Regions from separate parts of the Hordeum vulgare genome. Here regions 1 and 2 are each linked to region 3. The links are chromatin contacts, called in public Hi-C maps. All regions are on one chromosome and are shown on one strand. Each heading gives the region's core, a stretch centred on a gene start, on an enhancer-like site or on the middle of the called end of the contact. The rest is flanking DNA. Distances are from core to core; before and after follow the strand shown.

Region 1 (2,877 bases), core at 50-2,549, 210 kb before region 3:
AACCCTAGCCCCGAGCCGGACCGCCCGACGCAGGCCTGGGCCCGGGCGCGAGCGCGGGGGGAGGCCCAGGTGGGCGCCGGCCCACTGCCGGTTAACCCTCTCCAGCACACGGGAGGCACGGCGGGAGGCCCAGGCCATCTCGCTAGCAGAGATGGGCCCAGGCCCCGTTCGCAGCGGCCCACGGGGAGAGCCGGCCCATCCGCCCGCCAGCCGGCCCGGGAAGTTAGGGCACGGGGAAGGGGACAAACCAGGAGCACGGGCTCCTCCCGCCGCCGCCGGCACCGGCGCCGCCGCCCCAGGAGGCAGGGCACCAGCGCCTGGTCGGGGCTCGCGGGGGCCCTCACCGGCGGCTGCCACGGGGGACAACCCAGGCAGCGAACCGGCTCGGGCCGAGGAGGTGAGAGGGGGAACCACAAGGGGGCAGAGCACCGGCGACCGCCGCCCGACCTCCTTCCCCGGCCGCCGGCGGGCAGGTCGCTCCGCAGCCAAGAACGAGCCGAGCGACGGCGGCGCCAGGGACACCGGCAGCTCCAGCCGGCCGTCACCATCAGAAGAAGCCAAGTCATCGGGGTCGGGATCGTCCGCCCAGTCCGCCCAACGTCGAGGCGACCGGGGGAAGCAAAGGGAGGGCGCCCCTTGCAGGGGAGGCGGGGGCATCGGGCAAGGCAGCACGCCGGCCGGCGGCCGACAGCGGGCACCGCGCAACGTCAGGTCTCGGCCGCCGGAGAGGAGCCGCCCATCGCCGGAGCTATCGCCAGAGCTATTCCCAGAGCAACCCGTTCAGCTGGTCGCCTTGGAATGACTTTACTTGTCACATTATTGGTCATATAGTTCTCACATTAAATTAACTTGCTTATCAGATTCATGAATGTCCATATACCCCCACTAAAAAACTTGATTCATTGTGTTTGTGCTGGTTCATGCATTTACTTGCTTATTGTTAGTGCTTTAATAAATACTTTTTAGCTCCACATAACACTGCAATACTTAAAAAGTATAAAATTATTGTTTCGGCAACTATGTATAATTTTTGTGACAACTGTACACCCGTAAGATGACAACTATGATGACATAAATGTGGCAACTATGAATAACGAAAAAAAAATCAACGAAACATGTCAACATGAGATCTTATTTTGAAGGTCTCGTCGAGACGAACCTAATGGTGAAGGCGAATCTCCAATCAAATTATTAATCTGTGAGATAAATCATTTTTTACAGCCTACATACATGCACATGCATGCATGCATAGAGCACATAGTGTGGATTGAAAGCGACAGGTGCTTTTTTTATGCTTTGGTGTCCTCTGCATGCGGTGTATTGTGTGACGACAAGAAATTTTAAAAGAAAAAAAAAGACCTCATCGCTTCTTCTTGCGTTAATGAATGGTTTAGCAGCCGCCGCATGGCAACGCGGGTATGCGGCGCCGCTACGTAGTTACGTCCTTGAGAATTTGAAGAACAAAACTCTTTACTAACCCCCAAGAACTTCTTGAAAAACTATACCACGAACCCACCAGGTCTCAGAGCTGTGTCGACCTTCATGCTGGCGAATTGGCTGCCAAGTTGGCACCGTGTGTTAGTTTATTTGATCAGATCTTAGAGCTGCAAGGCAGTTGAGGTTTATCTTAACTTTGTGGGAATGGGAGCCCTGCCTAGTTATTTTTTTGTAGAGAAAACGTGAAAGCTTTGTGTCTTGCTGCATTGATTAGAAGAGGGTTTGTTTGAGTCCTGGTTGGTTCTGATGGTAAGGATGTTGAGTCTCCATTACAATTTATATGACCAGAAAGTTCATTCTCTTGTTTTTTGCTAACTAACTTTTGACTTTTGAGAACTGTGTGAAGGGTGAAATGACCAAAATGGGGTAAAATTTGTGAAGTTTCATGGACTGGTAAAACATATATGTTTGCTACTGCTTACTTATATAAATTGTTGTGCTCTCCAGCAATTCCATGAAACATTATCATGCAAAGCAAGGCGTGCGGTCAGGAGTACTTCACAGCCATCTCAGGGGGAGGATCCCAAGCAGCGGCGCCTTGAAGTGAAGCTTGTGGCTGCTAAGCAGAAGAGGTAATCAAAAGAGGCAGACCGGTAGAGTATGTTGTTTGATTCTTTTTTCGCAAAAAGAGCATTCAAGAAAATTCTATAATTGTAGGTTGAGCCTCTTGGAGAAAGAGCAGAATCGTTTAGCTAAATTGGATGAGCTGCGTCAGGCTGCTAAGAAGGATGCAGAAATGAGGTTCAACAGGGAAAGGGAGGAGCTTGGCATGAGAGTTGAACATCGGGTACAGCAAGCGGAGGAGAATCGTATTCAACTCTTGCATGCTCGCTTGCAGAGGCGAGCTGCGCTAGAGGAGAGGACAAAAAGGTTCTTTGGGCAAAGAGTGACATCAGAGAACAAGTACAGGGAGACAACAGCGGTGTTGGCTGCGGCCTTTGACGTGCTGGGGATAAATCAGGAATCTGCTAATTCTCTACCATTTGAAAAACTAGCTCTCTGTATTGAATCTCCAAAAGTTCTTCAGACCACCAGGGCATTGCTTGATTGCTTGGAGAGTCGTTTTATTCTTTCTGAGACATCAAGTTCATGCACACCAGAAAATATCGACCATCTACTCAAGCACCTGGGATCACCAAATACGAGAATCCTACCAAGTAGTGCAGCAAGAGCTAGAGTAACACTAAAAAAGACAACTAGAAATTCTGACGCTGGCAAGTTACCTAGATATTCACCAAGGGTAGTGCTCTGTGCTTACATGATACTAGGTCATCCAAGCGCTGTTTTTAATGTACAAGGCGAGCGAGAGAAACTACTTGTGGAGTCAGCAACAAACTTTGTGAAGCAATTTGAGCTGCTGATGAAGACAATACTTGATGG
Region 2 (2,700 bases), core at 152-2,651, 230 kb after region 3:
CGGTTGAAGCTTTTTCTGTCAACGTTTGCAACTTTTTCATCGTTGAAGTATTTGGTTGATGCTTTTTTTCTTAACAGTTGAAGCTTTTCTATACATGATTGCAACTTTTTGAGGAGTGACCACGTGAGATGCTGCAGCCGGAGCGGCGTTTGAAACTTTTTCCATATACGGTTGAAGCTTTTCTATCAACGTTTGCAACTTTCCCTCGTTGAATTTTTTGGTTGAAGCTGTTTTTTTTAACGGTTGAAGCTTTTCTATACACGGTTGAAACTTTTTTTCCAGCGTTTGCAACACAGGGGGTGAGGTGCGACCGACAAGGTGAAGACCGACGGGCATGAGCAGCGGCGGGGGCAGCGAATGGTGGGCGAGCTGAGTCCCGGAGCGCGGGGCGGCGAGTGGTCTGGACGAGCTGAGTCGCGGAGCTGCATCCATGGTGCTTCGACCGGCGGCTGAGGCGGCGACCGACGGTGAGGGCGACCAGCGATGAGGAGGCGAGGCGAGGCGGTCGGCGCGTGCTGGGGCGTCGGCGCGTGCGAGGCGGGCCTCTTCCTTTTCCCGTGCGCGTGCTGAAGGTTGGGAAAGATAGAATCCGATGGTTCGGAAGGGACAGATCTGACGGCTGCAGGACGACCGGCCCAACAGTTGGGTCGGCGTGCAGGCGCAAAGTGCTTCCCTTTTAGAATTAACTAGCAAAAGGGCCCATGCGTTGCAACGGGAGAAAAAAATATCACACGACACACGCTCTTAATTTATAAAAAATGTCTATAATTTGAGAATTTATAGTTACGATACAAATAAAGATGGTCTTATCCTACAAAAATGCAGTTTAAAATTTCACAGGTCTTCTATTTTAACACGGCTTGCATGTAGATTTAATACGTACAAAGAATCAGTCAAGTGACCTTCAGTTTCATCTCTAATCCTGATTTTGTTGACGTGTTCATTCCCAACCCGGATGAGTACCGGTATGAAAGAAAGACGAATAGTGACTTCTTTATTAAGATTGCACCCTAGATAGTATTTTTATTAAACGTTTAACAGATAAAATAATATCATATTTAAATTATACATATTTTTCTAATCAAATTCCATGTATAATATGTTAAATTTGGAGTTACGGTTTAAAAGATATGAGTATTTAAAAAAATATTTAATATATACTACGAGTTTAATGTCATAAACAGTAATGATTTTTTTTTGTAAAATCAACTCGGTGTGTTTTAGGTGAAGATAAGCTGATCAACTTTACTCGGTGTCCGTTTCGATTAGAAACTCGTGTTGTACACGCACGTCGCAATCGGCGCGTAGGCAGCGCAGGCATCATCCGCTCCCTGGCTGCACCTTATCCGCCTCGATGTCCTCATCCAAAACCGAGTGCGGGTCCCCGCGGCCGTCGCCCACCGTGTCCTCCTATACCTTCTCCCCCCTCGCTCGCGCGCGCCCGACAACGCAGCCAAAAAGAACTCGTTCCAAATCTCCAGCCTCCGTCCCACAATCCGCACCCGGCGACAATCCCCACGCCAGCGATCCCCGCGCCGCCTTCCTCGCGCCGCCGCGGATCCAACGAGGTAATTCACGGCGCGCCACCGCCCCCTCCATCTCCCCCACCCCCTTCCCCGCGACCGCTTCTCTCGCGGCCTCCGTCTCTCTCTGACTCTCCCTCCCCCCCTCCCGTGGATCTCGATCCGGATTGCCTCCCGACGGACCGCGAGGCTCCCGTGGTCTCTTGGCGTCCCGCCGCCGTCGTCGCTGGCTCCCGTCCGCCACGGATTAGGCAGGTGCGCTTCTTAAGAGAGTCGGCGTCTGCCTGGTCGGCTCGAGCATTGCAGCCTTCACAGCGAGCTGGATTCCTGGCCTGGATAGTTATTACTAGATGTGAGCGCGCCTGGATTTGCCTGCATTGGGCGTCGTCAGGTGTCCTGTCTCCTCTCCTGTCGAATACCTCGAGTAATTATCTTCCAGATCTGCCTCGATTAGGTCCGTTTCCTTTGGCAGAGATGCTGCTTTTAGTTGATGTGTAGGTGTCTGTGATGTGACTGTTGTCCTTGAATCTCAATGTCTGATGCCATGATGCTGCATTGCTCCGGCGAATCCCTTCCATACTTGTTTTCCTAGTGGGCTATGCTTTATATCCAAAAATTTAAGCTACTAGCGGGCTTGCTTCAATTTATTCTTGCTTTAAGTTACCGCTGGAAACCATTCCCTTGCTTTTAATTGTTAATAATGTTCCTGTTATGTAATATATGCTGACTTGGACAATTGTTAAAATGTTTTGGCGCAGGCATTTGTCGGTGTTTCTGGTTGTAATTTGTGGTCAAGTGGAGTAATCAACTTTAATCAGACATTCTTGAATATGGTATCCGTGAATGTTGGGTTAGTACATTATGTATTGGACCATATATATGGGACTCTCCTTCATCGCACGAAATTAGGAACACCATTTTTCTCAAAGGGATGGGGAGGTACCAAACTTGATTTGTTAGAGAGGATGGTGAAGCAGCTTTTCCCGGAAGCGCCTTGCCAGAGCTGGCCACCAACTGCTGTGCAGCCTAAATGGAAAACAGTTTGGGAGACAAAGAACTCTTGTCTGCGAGAGGGTGTTTTCCGGACAACATGTGATGAGAGACTAATTGATGCATTGCCTCCTGAGAGTCACAATGCAAGAGTTGCTTTTCTTACGCCCAAGGATGTCTCACCAGA
Region 3 (2,870 bases), core at 113-2,612:
GGCCGTGGCGCTCAGGTAGTGCCCTGCAATGCAGAGAACAGCGTCAGGCTAACAAAATTTCAGTTGAGACGAGCGACTGGCATGTGGGAATGAGCAGGGCAAGATTGTGGCGGCGGCGCACCGACGAAGTGTCCCCGGAGCTCGACGTTGGGCCCTTCCCACCCGCCGTAGGGCGTCCCGGTCGCCGTGAGGCCGGCTTGCGTGCGGAAGCTCCAGACGAGGCGGTCTGTGTCCAGGAGGAGCAGGTACTCCAGGTTGGTCTGCTGGGCCTGCCAGTAGATGGTCCCCGGCTGGAGCCGCACGTCGTGCAGCGACGCCTCCGAGAGGAAAGGGCCCGCGGGGCCGTCCACCGCGGCGGCGCCGCCCCGGAGCCTGCGGTAGAGCATCAGCCAGTCGAACGCCTCGCGCGGCGGGGTGCTGCCGCCGCCGCCGCTTAGGGACCTCCGCGGCATGAGCTCCATCCAGGCGGACTCGTCGGTCGGGGTGAGGTGCTGCTCGTGGTCGTGCCCGTGCCCGTGGCCGGCAGGCAGCCGCAGCTGCGCCGCGGCGCGCTCCGCGTGGGTCGCCACCGAATCCGACGACGGGAACGTGTTGGTGCAGACTTTCGCCGCGGCGGCGGTCAAGAGCACCGCCACGACCCCCAAGGCCGCCGCCGCCGCCACGCCTCGCGCCATTCCCCTCCCTCCGTAAGAATACACTAACCACTCACTCCTTAGCCGTCAACGCTCGACTGCCACCGCACTCCGGGCGTACAATACAGGGCAAGGAGAGCCTCCAAGAACCGTCAATTATAGACGGAGGAAGGCGGGAGGGTCAAGCAACAGGCTTACAAGCGACGCGACGGCGACAACGCACTCCGAGAGCTCGGAGAGCGACCACAGAAGGTGGGCGAGTGGCGATTTCGGTTCCGCGAGGAAGAAGAAGGGGATTCTTTTTTCTGAGAAAAATCGCGGATCTCTTTCGGTGCGTGCGCGTGGAGGGATCGGCGCGGGGGAGACGCAAGAAACGCGCATCGAGGGGAGGCAGTCTTGGACCCGAAGGGCCGCAACCATCGACGGGAATGGAATAGACGGGGTGACGGCACGGCCGGCGTCGCTTGCTTACACGTCGGAGCGTTCGTTGGAAAACGATGTGATCTAGGCGTAGCTGGTACCACCGTCTTGATCAGCACCGGCGGCAGTTGGCGCGTCCATGTACCTCAGCAGCGTCGCAGATCGATCGCGGTACAAGACGGACGCACGCCACGCCGCGCCAGGAATCGTCGTCCATTTCTGTTCTTGAATTTCCGGACTGAGCTCAGACCAGAATGGCAGGCAGGCAGGTCACCGCCAACACGCGTAAGGAAGAGGAGCCTTGCTGAACTCCACTGCAAGTGTGCAACTGCAATTTACCATTATAGACTCACGAGAGCGTGTATAACACATCTATCTGACCATCTTTGTTGTGACCTCGGCTCGCTGGAACTAGCTAGTTTGGTGGTTGCGGTTAGGATCGATCGACACGCCATATAAGGACCAGTTCTTTTCATAGCTTCTACAAACTCTGAAATAAGTTGTCCCCTACCCAGCTTATTTTAAAAGCTCAATCAAATATATTTTTTTAAAAACCTACGAATTAAGTCTTGATTACTAGGCTTCTAGAAAAATATTTTTAGATGAGATTATAGAATAAGCTGGGTAGGGGTAGCTTATTCTAAAAGCCCAAAAAAGCTATCAAAAGAACTGGCCCTAACTTGGATGGCATCCGCACCGTGATTTTTGTTCTCGGATTTCCATGCGTGAACCAAACTTAGAGCATCACTAATAGATTGATGTAAATATGGATATGTAAAACAAAAGATGTAAATGTTCACATCTTAAAAAAAAATACATTTTACATCTTTTAAAAAAGGCAACCCCAATAGATGATGTAAATTGGTGATGTAAAAATACAACTCCAATGGATGATGATGTAAATGGAGATATAAAACTAGTTCAACGACCGTGGGGACGTGGCACGATGCGATTCGAGACGGAGAGAGGACGTGGGGTGGCTATAGGATCCGAAGTATGTTGCAAATATTTTTGTCATCCTCCTTGATGTAATCGTGGATGACATTGAAACGTCGCTTTATGTGTCTGGTCCTCTTGTGAAACCTTGGTTCCTTGGCTAGAGCAATGGCATCAGTGTTGTCACAGAACAGATTGATTGGGTCTAGTGCACTTGGCACTACTCCAAGATCTGACATGAACTGCATCATCCAGACACCCTCCTTAGCCGTCTCTAAGGCAGCTATGTACTCCGCTTCACATGTAGAATCAGCTACGACGTTTTGCTTGGAACTGCACCAGCTTACCGCACCCCCGTTAAATATAAATACGTATCCGGTTTGAAACTTAGAGTCATCCGGATCAGTGTCAAAGCTTGCATCGACGTAAGCCTTTACGACGAGCTCTTCGTCACCTCCATAAACGAAAAACATTTCCTTAGTCCTTTTCAGGTACTTCATAATATTCTTAACCGCCGCCCAGTGTTCTACTCCTGGATCACTTTGAAACCTTCCCGCCATACTTATGACCAGGCTGACATCCGGTCTTGTGCACAACATTGCATACATGATAGACCCTATGGCTGAAGCATAGGGGACCACACTCATCTTTTCTCTATCTTCTACAATTATCGGACATTGATCTTACTCAACTTTATACCTTGTAACATAGGCAAGAACCCCTTCTTGGATTGTTTCATTTTGAACTTCTTCAAAACTTTATCAAGGTATGTGCTTTGTGAAAGAGCTATTAGGCGCCTTGACCTATCTCTATAGATCCTTATGCCCAATATGTAAGCAACTTCTTCTAGGTCCTTCATTGAAAAACTTTTATTCAAGTAAT

What was found. A called contact is a pair of places that touch in the nucleus more often than the background predicts.
Region 1: a Hi-C map of leaf shows a contact between it and region 3, with 6 times the contacts expected there. The contact joins the enhancer-like site here to the promoter of LOC123402899 in region 3. A contact is called at or near these places in 5 of 6 Hi-C or Micro-C datasets (leaf, seedling and an unstated tissue) and 1 of 1 datasets of contacts at active chromatin or transcription factors (embryo).
Region 2: a contact with region 3 is called in a Hi-C map of leaf, with 5 times the contacts expected there. The contact joins the promoter of LOC123402030 here to the promoter of LOC123402899 in region 3. A contact is called at or near these places in 4 of 6 Hi-C or Micro-C datasets (leaf and seedling) and 1 of 1 datasets of contacts at active chromatin or transcription factors (embryo).

What each region holds. Positions count from the first base shown.
Region 1 is chr6H:148,973,807-148,976,683 of MorexV3_pseudomolecules_assembly, forward strand. It overlaps LOC123406337, which reads left to right. Exons shown (of 10, transcript XM_045099833.1): 2 at 1,945-2,069; 3 at 2,155-2,877. Among protein-coding and RNA genes, the nearest start is that of LOC123406337, 14 kb to the left of the region's middle. Within about 2 kb of position 1,300, at least 1 of the 3 cell types and tissues checked has open chromatin away from gene starts, as enhancers often do. A contact at or near this core is called in leaf, where this site is marked.
Region 2 is chr6H:149,413,927-149,416,626 of MorexV3_pseudomolecules_assembly, forward strand. It overlaps LOC123402030 (protein ABHD18), which reads left to right and starts at 1,402. Exons shown (of 6, transcript XM_045095887.1): 1 at 1,402-1,568; 2 at 2,282-2,700. The coding sequence starts at 2,354.
Region 3 is chr6H:149,184,009-149,186,878 of MorexV3_pseudomolecules_assembly, forward strand. It overlaps LOC123402899, which reads right to left and starts at 1,363. Exons shown (of 12, transcript XM_045096865.1): 1 at 122-1,363; 2 at 1-23. The coding sequence starts at 674.